2 separate regions of the Drosophila melanogaster genome follow, and region 1 is linked to region 2. The links are chromatin contacts, called in public Hi-C maps. All regions are on one chromosome and are shown on one strand. Each heading gives the region's core, a stretch centred on a gene start, on an enhancer-like site or on the middle of the called end of the contact. The rest is flanking DNA. Distances are from core to core; before and after follow the strand shown. Region 1 holds the start of Moca-cyp (Moca-cyp,). Region 2 holds the start of wdb (widerborst).

The links. A called contact is a pair of places that touch in the nucleus more often than the background predicts.
Region 1: a Hi-C map of the Kc167 cell line shows a contact between it and region 2, with 2.1 times the contacts expected there. The contact joins the promoter of Moca-cyp here to the promoter of wdb in region 2. A contact is called at or near these places in 2 of 107 Hi-C or Micro-C datasets (the Kc167 cell line and cellular blastoderm embryo).

Annotation. Positions count from the first base shown.
Region 1 is chr3R:28,337,396-28,343,928 of dm6, forward strand. Moca-cyp (Moca-cyp,) reads left to right here and starts at 2,939. Exons shown (of 8, transcript NM_170367.3): 1 at 2,939-3,343; 2 at 3,977-4,064; 3 at 4,790-4,819; 4 at 4,885-5,024; 5 at 5,084-5,231; 6 at 5,288-5,414; 7 at 5,485-5,679; 8 at 5,740-6,533. The coding sequence starts at 3,040. Gfat2 (Glutamine:fructose-6-phosphate aminotransferase 2) reads right to left here and starts at 2,370. Exons shown (of 2, transcript NM_143360.4): 1 at 475-2,370; 2 at 1-272. The coding sequence starts at 2,151. It also overlaps asRNA:CR46104 and asRNA:CR46105.
Region 2 is chr3R:27,579,387-27,585,871 of dm6, forward strand. It overlaps wdb (widerborst), which reads right to left and starts at 2,855. Exons shown (of 9, transcript NM_170340.2): 1 at 2,203-2,855. pins (partner of inscuteable) reads left to right here and starts at 3,454. Exons shown (of 2, transcript NM_080260.4): 1 at 3,454-4,988; 2 at 5,247-6,485. The coding sequence starts at 3,702. The coding sequence ends at 5,936.

The DNA.
Region 1 (6,533 bases), core at 1,689-4,188, 760 kb after region 2:
AGCACGCCCTGCAGGCAGTCCACGGTCCTCGGGATCTGCAGCGAACGCGTGGAGAAGGACATGGTCTCGTTGTCGCCCTCCTCGCAGATTAGGATCGGTCTGCCCTTGCGGGACGTCACCTGCTGCAGTGCATTCATGCACTTGGTGTACACCGGATCCCGCAGCACGATCATCAGCACGGGCATCTCCTTGTCCACCAGGGCCAGTGGTCCGTGTTTCAGTTCTCCAGCCAGGATTCCTTCGCTGTGCATGTACGTCAGCTCCTTGACTTTCTGCAATGAGCAAGTTAATTGATTAAATTCAGCTCATGAAGCGTGGGACAAACATAATAATTAATTTAAGTGCACTTGGCAAATAAACAAGTTAAGTGAATTGTTGACATCGGTTATTTTCCATCATTACGTTCCCATGCATGCATTACGATGCATAAATGAGATTCGATTAAATTATAGCTCAAATTATCAAATGGATTACCAGTGCGCCCTCCAAACAGGTGGCGAAGTTGAAGCCCCTGCCCATAATGAGCAGCGACTTGTGCTCGTACAACTCCTTGGCAAGCTGCTGCACCTGCGAGTTCAGCTTGAGGACAGTCCTAATGTGCTCGTCCAGCTGCGATAGGCCATCGATGATCTCCAAGCGGCGCTGTTGCAGCGAGAGACGATCCTCCGACATGACCAAGGCGAACATAACCAGCGAAATGAACTGGGAGGTGTAGGCCTTCGTGGAGGCCACTCCGATCTCGGGTCCAGCGTTGATGTGGACGCCACAGTGCGACTCGCGGCAGATGCTGCTGCCCACCGTGTTGGTAACGCCCACGATGAGCGCTCCTCGCTGCTTGCAGTATCTGAGCGCCATCAGGGTGTCCGCTGTCTCGCCCGATTGGGAGATGAAGAAGCACACGTCGTCCCGGAAAATGGGCGTGTTTCTGTCCAGAAAATCGGAGGCCAGTTCCACCATAACGGGCAGTTCGGTCAGTTCCTCCAGCAGCTGCCTGGTGGCCACCGCACTGTGGTAGGATGTGCCGCACGCAATTAGCATCAAGCGGCGGCAGCGCTTGATCTCCGGTATGTACTCCTTGATGCCACCCAGAACCACGGTCTGCGTATCGAACCTCATCCTGCCGCGCATGGTGTTGACCACGGATTCCGGCTGCTCGAAGATCTCCTTCAGCATAAAGTAGTCGTAGTTGCCCTTCATGATCTGCTGGATCTCCATTTTCAGCGTGATGATCTCGCGGGCGTGCGGATCATCGGATGATTTGTTTAGGCGATGAATGCTGAGCGTGCCATCGCTCTTGACGGCGGCCACGTCGTCATCTTCCAGGTAAATCACCCGATTCGTGTGCTCTATAACAGCCGATGCGTCCGAGGCGAAGAAGTACTCCACTTCCTTGCGCTCCAGCGGTTGAAACTCGGCGTTGCAATCGCCGGGCGGCAATAGTTGATAGGCCTGCTGCTGCGGCTGACCATGTGGCCGATGGGCCTTGGCGTACAGGATGGGTATGTGATCGGTGGCCAGCTTGGTCTTGGCCTTGATGCCCACCAGAAGCGGTGAGCCTCGCCTGGAGGCCACGCACTCGCCCGGGAAGTGCTTCGACTTGAAGGCGATGGCGAAGGCGCCCTCCAGCTGCTGAATGGCCTGCTCCACGAGCTCGCCGAAAGTGTAGCCAGGATGCTGCTGCCACAGGTGGTGTACCAGCTTGGCAATCACCTCCGTGTCCGTGTCGGACTCAAATACATATCCGCGCTTCTCCAGCAGCGTCTTCACATCCTTGTAGTTGGTTATAATGCCATTGTGCACCACCACAAAGCTATTATCCTCATCGGATCGCTGCGGATGCGAGTTGACCTCGGAGGGCACACCGTGGGTGGCCCAGCGCGTGTGTGCTATGCCTATGTGGGTGTCGATGGGCAGCGAGTAGTCCTGGCCGCGACACACCTCCGCCACCGCATCCTCCAGCACCTTCACCTTCCCGGTGCGCTTCACCAGCATTATGGACTGTGCCTCGCCAGAGTTCAGCGCATCGATGGCTATGCCCGTGGAGTCGTAGCCGCGGTACTCCAGCCGCTTCAGTCCCTGCAACAGGAGATCCAGGACCTCCTGTCGCGACTTGGGCGTCAAGTAGTTTAGGTACGCGAATATGCCACACATTCTGAAATGCGATTGCTTTTGCTGAAATTTGCTGGTGATTCGTGGTTTTCCACGTCGCAATGTTAACTTTCCGGTCAGCTGAGGCTGATCTTACACTTCTGAGGCGGCTGCAATGCGATTGTCGTGTTTTTATCGCGACACTGGCTGGAATTTTTTTTGTTTTTCTCTGATAAACCAACCCAATTATTTGCTTTTTCGGCGAAAAGAACACGTCTTCGCCCTGCTCTCCCGCTCGCACGCACACACGCGCCGCTCTTGCGCTCTCGCTCACGCACACAGCTACAGCCACACGCGAGCTGCCATGTAAACATTGGCTTTGTGTGACCGTATTGCAGCCAGGGATGGAACGGTAATTTAATAAATTATTTTTTTACTATGTATTGAATAATATAATAAACTTTTAAAGCTATATACAAAGATGTTAACTGTGTAAATTGTCTGAAAAAGCTTAATATAATATGACCATAAAGGCCAGATCTCATTTCATAGTTGGTTTAAACGACATTCTGTTTTTCCCAAAAATATGAGCATTGAAGATAATATTTTCAACCCATGTTCTAAAGGTTTTGGAAGTTATACCAAAAAGCATAAAATGATTATTGGTTGCTGAGAGTAATCAATGGTGTATTTTGACTATATATAGCTCAAAGTTTACCGTTTATTTGAGCGTACATATGTATGTATTAACAAATTTAAGAAAATATATATATTAAAATTAATATATCGATACCCGAAAATATGCTAAGCATATTGCACATCGATATTTCTAACTGTATGTTTTTGACATCCCTAGTTCTGAGTAGAGCTGGCAACGCCGACATTGTGCAACTCGAAAACGGCGTGAAATACGTATTAAACAGCATTTATTGGCAGAAATCGGCGCATATAATGACGGTAAACAAACGCGACGCGGGTGCCACGCGACCGCGGTGCTTCTTTGACATTTCCCTGGGCGGCCTGGGCATGGGCCGCATTGTCTTCGAGCTCTTCAACGATGTGGCGCCCAAAACGGCCGAAAATTTCCGCGCACTCTGCACGGGCGAAAAGGGATTTGGCCTAATCACCGGCAAGAAGCTGCAGTACAAGGGTGTGATATTCCACCGGGTGGTCAAGGACTTCATGGTCCAGGCGGGCGACTTCTCTGCGGGCAACGGCACCGGCGGCGAGTCCATCTACGGCGGGACGTTCGAGGGTGAGTTCTTCCGGCTTCCGATTCGATGCCTGCATGCATACATACACGCTTGTGTGTGTGTGCTGCTGTTTGTGTGGGAAAAAATCAATACAGTGGTTATCTGATAAGAAGAACAGAAAACGAAAGGGAATATACAGGGTACTTAAAGTGCAATTAATAAAGAGTCAGTAGGGGGAGAAATGTAATAAAAACACTGTAAATACAGACACCCACATTTGGAGATTTAAAAACTTCCAGCCAATTACATCTAAACTGCACTACAATAATCTACTTAAGTTTAATCTTTGTCGAAAAAAATTAAAACGCTTTTGATATGCCAGCCAAAGTGTACAAATGCCCCATTTAAATGTCAAAAATAAATGTTTACTCAAGCGACTCAATTTAAATTTACATTTTGGCAAATATTTCCATTAGAAAGATAAGGGAATGGTGCACATCATACATCTACATATTGCTAATTATACGTTTGGGTGGAAAATGGGACAAATATGCAAATAGAAGCGGCTTTGGGAAATCCAATTACATGCGCATTAAAAAGTTATCTAGAAGATAACTTGAGTTGCTCATCTCTCTTGGGCTTTAAAGTAACATTTAAAGTGAATTTGGTTTAAACAATCCGATTCCTCTTTCCAGATGAGAGCTTCGAAAAGAAGCACGATCGTCCCTTCCTGCTGTCGATGGCCAACCGGGGCAAGAACACAAATGGCTCGCAGTTCTTTATGTAAGTGCTCTCGACGGAGGACCGTAACCGGCTGGTCCGGACTAACGTGGCCGTAAATTTAGTTTCAGTTCTGTTTCAGGCACCGATATTACAGCTAAACTCTCTTCGTCTTCTTTTTGATCTATACTTAAACCACTGTTGTTGTTCATTAATCTATTGCCATTTAGCCTTAGCCCGTGGGCGTTAAAGTGTGAGCTAGCGTCCCACTGACCAGCGGACAGATGCATCGCAATCTGTCCTCCATCGGCCGATGCACCGCCATCCCAGCATCCCTAGTGCATTTGGTCTGTGGGTCCAAAAACCAAGCGAAAGACGATGCAGGTCTTTCAGCTCCATGGTCTTTGGTCCCTGGGCCTGGGTCTCAGTGTGTGTCTCAATCTCTCTCTCTCTCGCTGTCGGCTCCTTGTGGATCTTTGCGGGAATCTTGGGCTGGATCCTCACGATGGATCTGCCAGATGACAATGTGCTGGCCATGGCCAGCGGCAGCGGCTCTTGCGGTTGGTGGCTTGCCAAAATCCTGTGTGCCACCTCTGCCTACACACCTAGAAACCTTTAAACTTTGTTGCACATGACATTGTCTCCGCCACAACCGACAACAATAACAACAACAACAACTGAAACAACAACAACAACACCGATTTCAACTACAACTGCCTACTGCAGCCCAACAACCAGTTAGCCAAAGTGTAAAGAATATTTTTCTCTTCTTCTGTTTCTCATTGTAGTACAACACAGCCTGCGCCACATTTGGACAAGTAAGTTAGCTTTGAACACGTTAAGTAGATCAACAGATTAATAGCGTCATATTTTCTCGTTGCAGTATCCATGTTGTATTCGGCCAAGTTATATCCGGTCAGGAGTTGGTGCGCCAATTGGAGGGCTTGCCTGTCGATCGGAACTCACGCCCGCTGCAGGATGCAGCCATTGCCAACTGCGGTGAACTAGTTAGACAGACAAAGGGTACGACTGTAATCCATTTTCGCATATCCATTATACTTGACATGCTTCTCGTCACATAGCCAAAAAGGAGAAGAAGCACAAGAGGCGCTCCACGGCCACCGAAGATTCAAACAGCGAGGAAAGTGAGGCTGAAGCAAAGGTCGTGCGCAAGGCCAAGAAGAAAAAACGCAGCCGCAAAGATACGAAGTCGCAAAGCGATAGCGAAGAGTATGTGATAGTGGTTGTTATTTTGTAATTTGTTTCATTTCATTTCGTTCGTACAGCAATGAAACAAGTCGCGGGAATGGAAAACATGACCAGACCCCGCAGGATGATGACGAGGACCGCGAGGAAGGCGAACTGCATCCGCTGGTCACAATTACAAAGATAGATCCTAACGAGATACCAGAGGTAACTGAAGTGGATTCTCTGTTCCTGTTCTTGAATATGTACCCTTCATCCTATACTCTTCTGTATTTAGGTATCGAACAAATTCCTAATGCGCGCAGAGCGATCAAAGTCGCTGGATCGTGAGGAGCGTGGAGCACGCGGGCAGGATCGTGATCGAGGCAAAGATCAGGATCGAGACCGCAGCCGTAACAATTTCGGTTGGTCAAAGAAGCAGGCACCGCCTACATCGCGTAGTGGTCGCATTGTCAAAGGACGCGGAGTGTTTGTGAGTATATAAAACTGTTTGTAACTCCGCACACAATTTCTAAAATGACACCATTTACAGCGCTTTCGCACCCCGTCGCGTAGTCGTTCGCGCAGCACTACGCCACCTCACTGGAAGCATGCCCAGAAGCGCACCATCAAGTTGTCCGACTTGGAGCGCATTGAGGAGGAGAGCAAGATGCGCGAGGAGGAGATGAAGCGGCGCGAGCATGAGAGAAAGCGTCGCCACGAGGAGGCCACAAAGAATCCTAAGCAGTCCTTTTTCGAGCTATCCCATGCCAGCACTTACGGTGGCAAAATAACTCCGGATCGATTCTCTCCAGAGCACAAAGCCAAGTCGAAGGACACCGCAGACCGCGGTAAAGCCAAGGAGAGAGAAAAGGCTGGCGAGAAGGATAAGGCTAGGGATGTGACTCCTGTAAAACGCCGCAAGTCGATGGACATGAACGCCTTGGACTACGAGCAGCAGACAGAATCCGAAGTCGAGTCCGAGGACGAGGAGCAGTTGAAGGTGAAACCACCAAGCAAGCAGGATATCAGAGTGGAGCCATCGACCAGCAAGGATCGCAACGCGAAACGCGATGAGCGCAAGCCCACCGAGGAGAAGGCCAAGCCAAAGCGCAGCCGTTCCCGGAGCCCTCGTCGCCAATCTCCTGCTCGTCGTCAGCAACGCTCGCCTGCCCGACGTCCTGGCCAAAACTACAACCAAAACCAGAATCAGAATCAAAATCAGAATCAGAATCAGAATCAGCTTAATCGTGGCAATCGCCGAAATCCCTTCGCGGACAGAGATCGCCGCCGTCGCTCGCGCTCTCAGGATAATGAGTACCGCAATCGTTACCCCCTGTCACCAAT
Region 2 (6,485 bases), core at 1,605-4,104:
GCTGGGCGTGCTTGGGTTGCCTTGTGGATTACATGGATTATGGATTATAATTAAAGTGATCAGTGCGGCGATATATAATGGCTTAATTTCAGGGCAAATCGAGGGCCTTGTCACCGCGATGACAGCTACAGCTACATATATCTATATAGAGCTAAAGTTGTTCTGCCCCTTCGAATTGATTTACCATTTTGACACATTTATGATAATTTCGAGTAGGCTCGACGAATTTCGTGTGTCCCCACACGTATATATCAATTGGAACTTGTTAATTTGCCGAGCAGGTTCTGCCCCCCCCCCCCCCACTGACCCACCCCCTCAAGCAATCACTCAATCAATTAGAACCAGTTATTTGCCTGACTTTCAATCGGTGGTTATGGCTTAACCCCTTGGCCACATTTATTTAATTCGTTAAGACATTTCATATTGAGGTGACGTTGGCAATTGGCATTATGTTTGATTTAACACATTTAACAATTTGATGTGCTATAGTATATATAAATTGATATTTAAGTTTACGTGTTTCGTGGATAATAATAACTATTAATTAAATAAGAAAGGGGTAATGATATTCTATTGTATTGATGGACTTCCTTCCTTCAAACCCCTGTTTTTCTGAGCATTTTGAATTTGAATTTCTAGTAGTTTCATTTATGGCACATTAGTTATCCAAGGGTTAGGCATGGAACGGAAATGGAGCGAGCTTTTAGCCCAAAATGGCATCGATTTGAATCAAATTCGCTGTGGGCCAACTTCCGTTGGTCTTGGCATACCTTTCTCGATTTCAGAGTTTGTAATTCTCGTCTGCTCGATATCTCAGTTTTTTCAGTTTCAGTTTTGGTTTTCGGTTTCGGCTCTCGCGTTTGCCTACGTCACGGAGATGCTTTTTCTCGTTTTATCTTTGCTTTTGGCTGGCGGTTTAGCGCTGCTTGCTGGTTTTCACTGTGGATGTGTGTATAGCAGTTGGCATAATTGAATTAGAACTGTAGTTCACGAGAGAATTTTGCACAACGCATCGCGCGGGTGGAGGGGGTTGTTCGAATGGGAGGGGGGGGGGGGGCTGTGTTGTCCAAGTGGGGTCAACACATGTAAATGCGGTGTCAAAGCAAAATACACAAAGATCTTTAATGGCGAACGTGTGTGAGTGAGTGGGGCGCACTTTGGGGAATGGGAGAAGCGTAAGAATGTGAATGGGTAGAGAGAGAGGATGGGAAGATGAGTAAAAGGTGAGAGAGCGCAGCTGTTTTGATGGGGCTCTTTTCGCTGTTGCCTTTGCTCTATCTTTTGCTTCACTTCGGTTTGTTGATTCCTTTCATCTATTTTGCCTTTTTCCTCATTTAGGTAAGAGGAGTAAGATTAGGTAACTTGTGTCTATATGAACATAATTCTTAACACATTTTACTGCTTGACACACACACTTATCATAAATATGTATGTTTCAAACACACACACAGGCACACACACTCGGTGCGAGAGAGACACACACACGCACGCGGCACAAAATCGATATTCTAAAAATAATATAAGTAAAAAATATATATGCTCATACGAATTCTAACCGATTGCGTGCGTGTATTTGTGTGTGCGTGTGTGTGTGCGGGCTGGCTGGATTGCGAGCGTAATTACATATTTATTTATTTATTAAAACTTTTGAAACACCGAATTGCGTCTGGGGATTTAGCCGCTTACTGCGCACTTGAAAAATTTGCATTCGCCTTGGAAATTTGGCTTTAATTTTGCACTCGGCTTTGTTTAGTTGCCTTTTATTTCTCCTTCTTTATTCGGGCTTGGAATTTTCGCTGCAGAATTTATTAAAAACCGACTGCGTATGTGTGTATATAAAAGATTTCTATATCTTTTGCAACCGACGACGAAGGCGGCATACGGCAACTGTGGCGATATTTTTTTCCTTCGTCCGACTCTCGCGCTCTCTTTTCGTTTTCGGCTTGCTCTCTCTGGCACATGGGTATATACTATACGCGAGAGGGAGCAGGCACACACAAACGAAAAGCCTGCCTCCAATTGATTAGTATTAGTACTTCGAATAGTATTACTATTGTTATTGTTTTCATCTAGCTGACTTTCAATTGTTTGGTGCTGATATTTAGCTAGATTCCCCAGGTGCGATTACTCATTTGGCTTTTGTTTCGAGACCACTGTGCCAGATTTCTGGGTGAGAGCGTGGTGAGTTTCGTTTCAACTCACCACAGAAACTGTTGTTGCGCGTCGCGCTCTCTATTTAGGCGGCTCTCTCCCACACACGGTCACACTACAGTCCCAAAAATGAATGAAAATACCACAAAATACCATCCAACGCACGGGCACACCGGCGAACTGAAAGACGCCGCTGCTTTCAAGTTTTTCTCCCGTTTTTATTTCCTATCGAGGGCGATAACCAAACAAGGCTATCGTTATCGACCTCTCGCTCGCTCTGTATCCCTCCTTCCCTGTCGCACTCGCTCTCCTTTTGTGTGGCTAATTTTTTCCTTTTAGTCCTTTTTTCGGTTGCCTTCGTGCAGAAATTCCCTGCTTTATGTAATTTAGAACACAATGTTTGCGTTGCACTGTTGGCCGACTGCAGCTGAAAACCGCACAAAAAAAGCGACGCACACACACACCTTCGAGCATCCGGACTTCCAATTTGCACTGCTTTTCTAACAGTCTATCGCGCACGCACTGCCACAATTTCACCCGCTTATCGCGCCGCAATATGGGACGTTCGCTTTTCAATCGATTTTGGTAACCGGCAGGTGCGCTTTATGCGAGAATTACGAATTTTCTCCAGCGGCAACTAGAATCGTTCACACAGACACCGTAGAAGTGACGCCATCTTTGAAGCGATTAGTGTTGCAAAGCGCGTCTGCAAAAGTGCTGGCTACCAACTACGGTTGATAGGGATGAGGGCTATGGCTTGTTGACCGAAAATGATAAATGTTAACTATGCCAATATATTTTAGATTTTACTAATACGTTACAAAAATAAGAAAAGACTATGATAAAATTGTGTTTTAGCTTGGCTCATAAGTATTGATCCTTTATAAGCTATGGTCTTGCAGTGGCTAACATTTCTCAAATTAGGGCAACCATCTGATAAGATTTCTAATTCGAATTCTAATAAATGAATTTAAACTGCTTTTTCTTAAAGTTAAAAAAAAATTAGTTTTAAATCAAACGGCATGCATACATTAACCATCAAACAATGTAATTATATATATAATATTACCAATTGGGCTACTAAATATTGCTGATATGTAAGCTATGGTCATGAGGTAAAGGCATATTATTTATATAATTTTCATAGTATCTTTGTTGTAGGGGAAAAATAACAAGTAATTTAAAATTGTTCAATTGACTTAAAACAAAATATAACAGATATTATTTTTAAATCCAACGACATACCATATAAAGTTGGTATTTCTTTCTAATCTGCTTGGTATTCTCATCGACCCCAATCGGTCACACTGGTCGTGAATCAGAAACGCACTAATTAGTCAAAAAAACGGTACAAAAGATCGCTTAATTGCTGAAATTTCACCTGTCGCAGTTAAGTTTACCCACCAGCAGTTCAAAACCAGCCAGAGGCTAGCTAAAAACCCCAAAGATCGACCCCAAAACATCGCCGCAAAGTGGACAACTCCCAGTTTTCAGAGCACCTGCCCCTCAAAAAGGAGCATCGCGACAAAAAGGCGAGACTTCGCAGCAGAATGTCCTCGCTCTCTGCGTCCGCGGAGAATGTGTCCAGTTTGGGACTGGGATCGGGCGGAGGAGGAACTACTTCCCACGACGGCAACTCCCAGCAGGGTTCCGGATCCGACGGAGGATCCAGTATGTGCCTGGAACTGGCCCTCGAGGGTGAACGCCTCTGCAAGGCGGGTGACTGCCGGGCGGGCGTGGCCTTCTTCCAGGCGGCCATTCAGGCCGGAACCGAGGATCTTCGCACTCTGTCCGCCATCTACTCCCAGCTGGGCAACGCCTACTTCTACCTAGGCGACTACAACAAGGCGATGCAGTACCACAAACACGATCTTACGCTGGCCAAGAGCATGAACGACCGACTGGGCGAGGCCAAGTCCTCTGGCAATCTGGGCAACACCCTCAAGGTAATGGGTCGCTTCGACGAGGCGGCCATCTGTTGCGAGAGGCACCTAACGCTGGCCAGGCAGCTGGGAGATCGTCTGTCCGAGGGACGCGCTCTTTACAACCTAGGAAATGTCTACCACGCCAAGGGCAAGCACTTGGGTCAGAGAAACCCTGGAAAGTTCGGCGACGATGTCAAGGAGGCGCTCACCCGTGCCGTGGAGTTTTACCAGGAGAATCTGAAGCTCATGCGGGATCTGGGTGATCGTGGTGCTCAAGGTCGAGCTTGTGGTAATCTGGGAAATACCTACTACCTACTAGGCGATTTCCAAGCGGCCATTGAGCATCATCAGGAGCGACTGCGCATTGCCAGAGAGTTTGGTGATCGCGCGGCTGAGCGAAGGGCCAACAGTAATCTTGGCAACTCGCACATATTCCTGGGACAATTCGAGGACGCCGCCGAACACTACAAACGCACCTTGGCTTTGGCCGTTGAGTTGGGTGAACGCGAAGTGGAGGCCCAGAGTTGCTACAGCTTGGGCAACACCTACACGTTGCTGCACGAGTTCAACACTGCCATCGAGTATCACAATCGACACTTGGCCATTGCCCAGGAGTTGGGCGATCGAATTGGTGAGGCCAGGGCCTGCTGGTCACTGGGCAATGCCCACTCTGCCATCGGTGGTCATGAGCGGGCCCTAAAGTATGCGGAACAGCATCTTCAACTGGCCAAGGAGCTGCACGACCCGGTGGGTGAAAGCACAGCCAGGGTGAACATCTCCGATCTACGAAAGCTACTCGGAATGCCCGACTCCGAGCCTTCACCCACCGAGGAGGAGGCTCGATCCACCGCCTCCGATCACTCGGCCAGCGGAAATCAGTCGGATGGATCGGAGAACTCGCAAGGAAGAATGGTAAGAGAAACGAGCTGCAACAACATAAAGCAATATGAATGATTCCTGAGATATTTTTAAACAATACTGGCAGTCCGTTTGTTCTATTTTTCGAAGTGGACACCTGCTGCTTGCAGTGTTTGCCCCTTTATGTTAGCGTAAATATTTATACTTTGTACCAAAACACATCGTTAAACTTTCGATTCGAGCACATGCTGAGAAATTGAAACCCCTGAAAGATACATAGCTAAATTTATTACTTTAATTGCTTCCCGTCAGGTGCGCGTTCGTCGCCAGAGCATGGAGCAGTTGGACCTGATCAAGATCACTCCCGATGGAAAGCGCATGCAGGAGGAAAAGCTACGAGCACAGGCGACCAGGAAAGCCAAAGACGACGACTTTTTCGAGATGCTTTCGCGGTCGCAGTCGAAGCGCATGGATGACCAGCGCTGTTCGATCAAGGTGAATCCCGCCGGAGCTCCGGCGGTGGCCACTGGCGCCACGCGTAAGCCGCTTGTGCAGCAGAACTCGTTGTTCGTGGATCCCACCAACCTGCCTGGCCTCAAGTCACCGTCGTCGGCGAATCCATCAGCCATTGGACATGGGCCGCTCGCCAGGAGCGCCACCACTACGCAGCAGCCCGATGATGACTTCCTAGACATGCTTATGCGCTGCCAAGGCTCGCGTCTGGAGGAGCAGCGGTCCGAGTTACCGCGCCCCAATGTCACCATGGACGCAGAGGCGGAGGCACCACCGCGATCCGTCCCAGAGGCTGCTGTTCCAGGGGCACCACGCGGACAGACCGGACGTGGAGCTACCGTCCCCGATGAGGACTTCTTCTCACTGATCATGAAGGTCCAGAGCGGTCGCATGGAGGATCAGCGCGCCTCGATTCCGTTCCGAAATGCCAACAATAACAACAATAGCCGCAGCAACAACAACGGTTCAGCCGGCGGAGCTGGAAAGTAGAGAGTTGTAGTCCAAAAAGCTGAAGTCCAACCAAACAATCCTATAAATCCATCCCTGGCCGCAGCTCCTGACTCATTTCGTTGTAAGCCCATCTTGCGGCCATTTATTCAGTCGTTTATTTTCGGAAATTGGCTGCTAAACATTTTGTTCTTTTACAAGATTTATATATACACACGTACACGAAAAGCATTAATTTATGAATAGCAACTAACCACGTAACCAAATATTAGGGGTGTATAGGGCCTCGTCTACACGAGCAGAGGGAGGAACCTCCAACGGATGCACACACTCATCCACTCATGACTCATTACATACTCCACCATGAGCTGGCCATGATATTGAACGATATGCACTCGAGTCTTACGATATTAACGTTTTAATTGCATGTGCAAGTAGTTTAAGCCGGATAATACTAATGTACTAATCCAATTTGCTCAATAGACGGAACCAAGTCTTCTCTACGATCAACGATCTTACATTCTCGTAGCCACATTCAGCTAAATATTAAGTTTTAAGTCCATCGAACCCACTCTACATGTAAGCAATGCA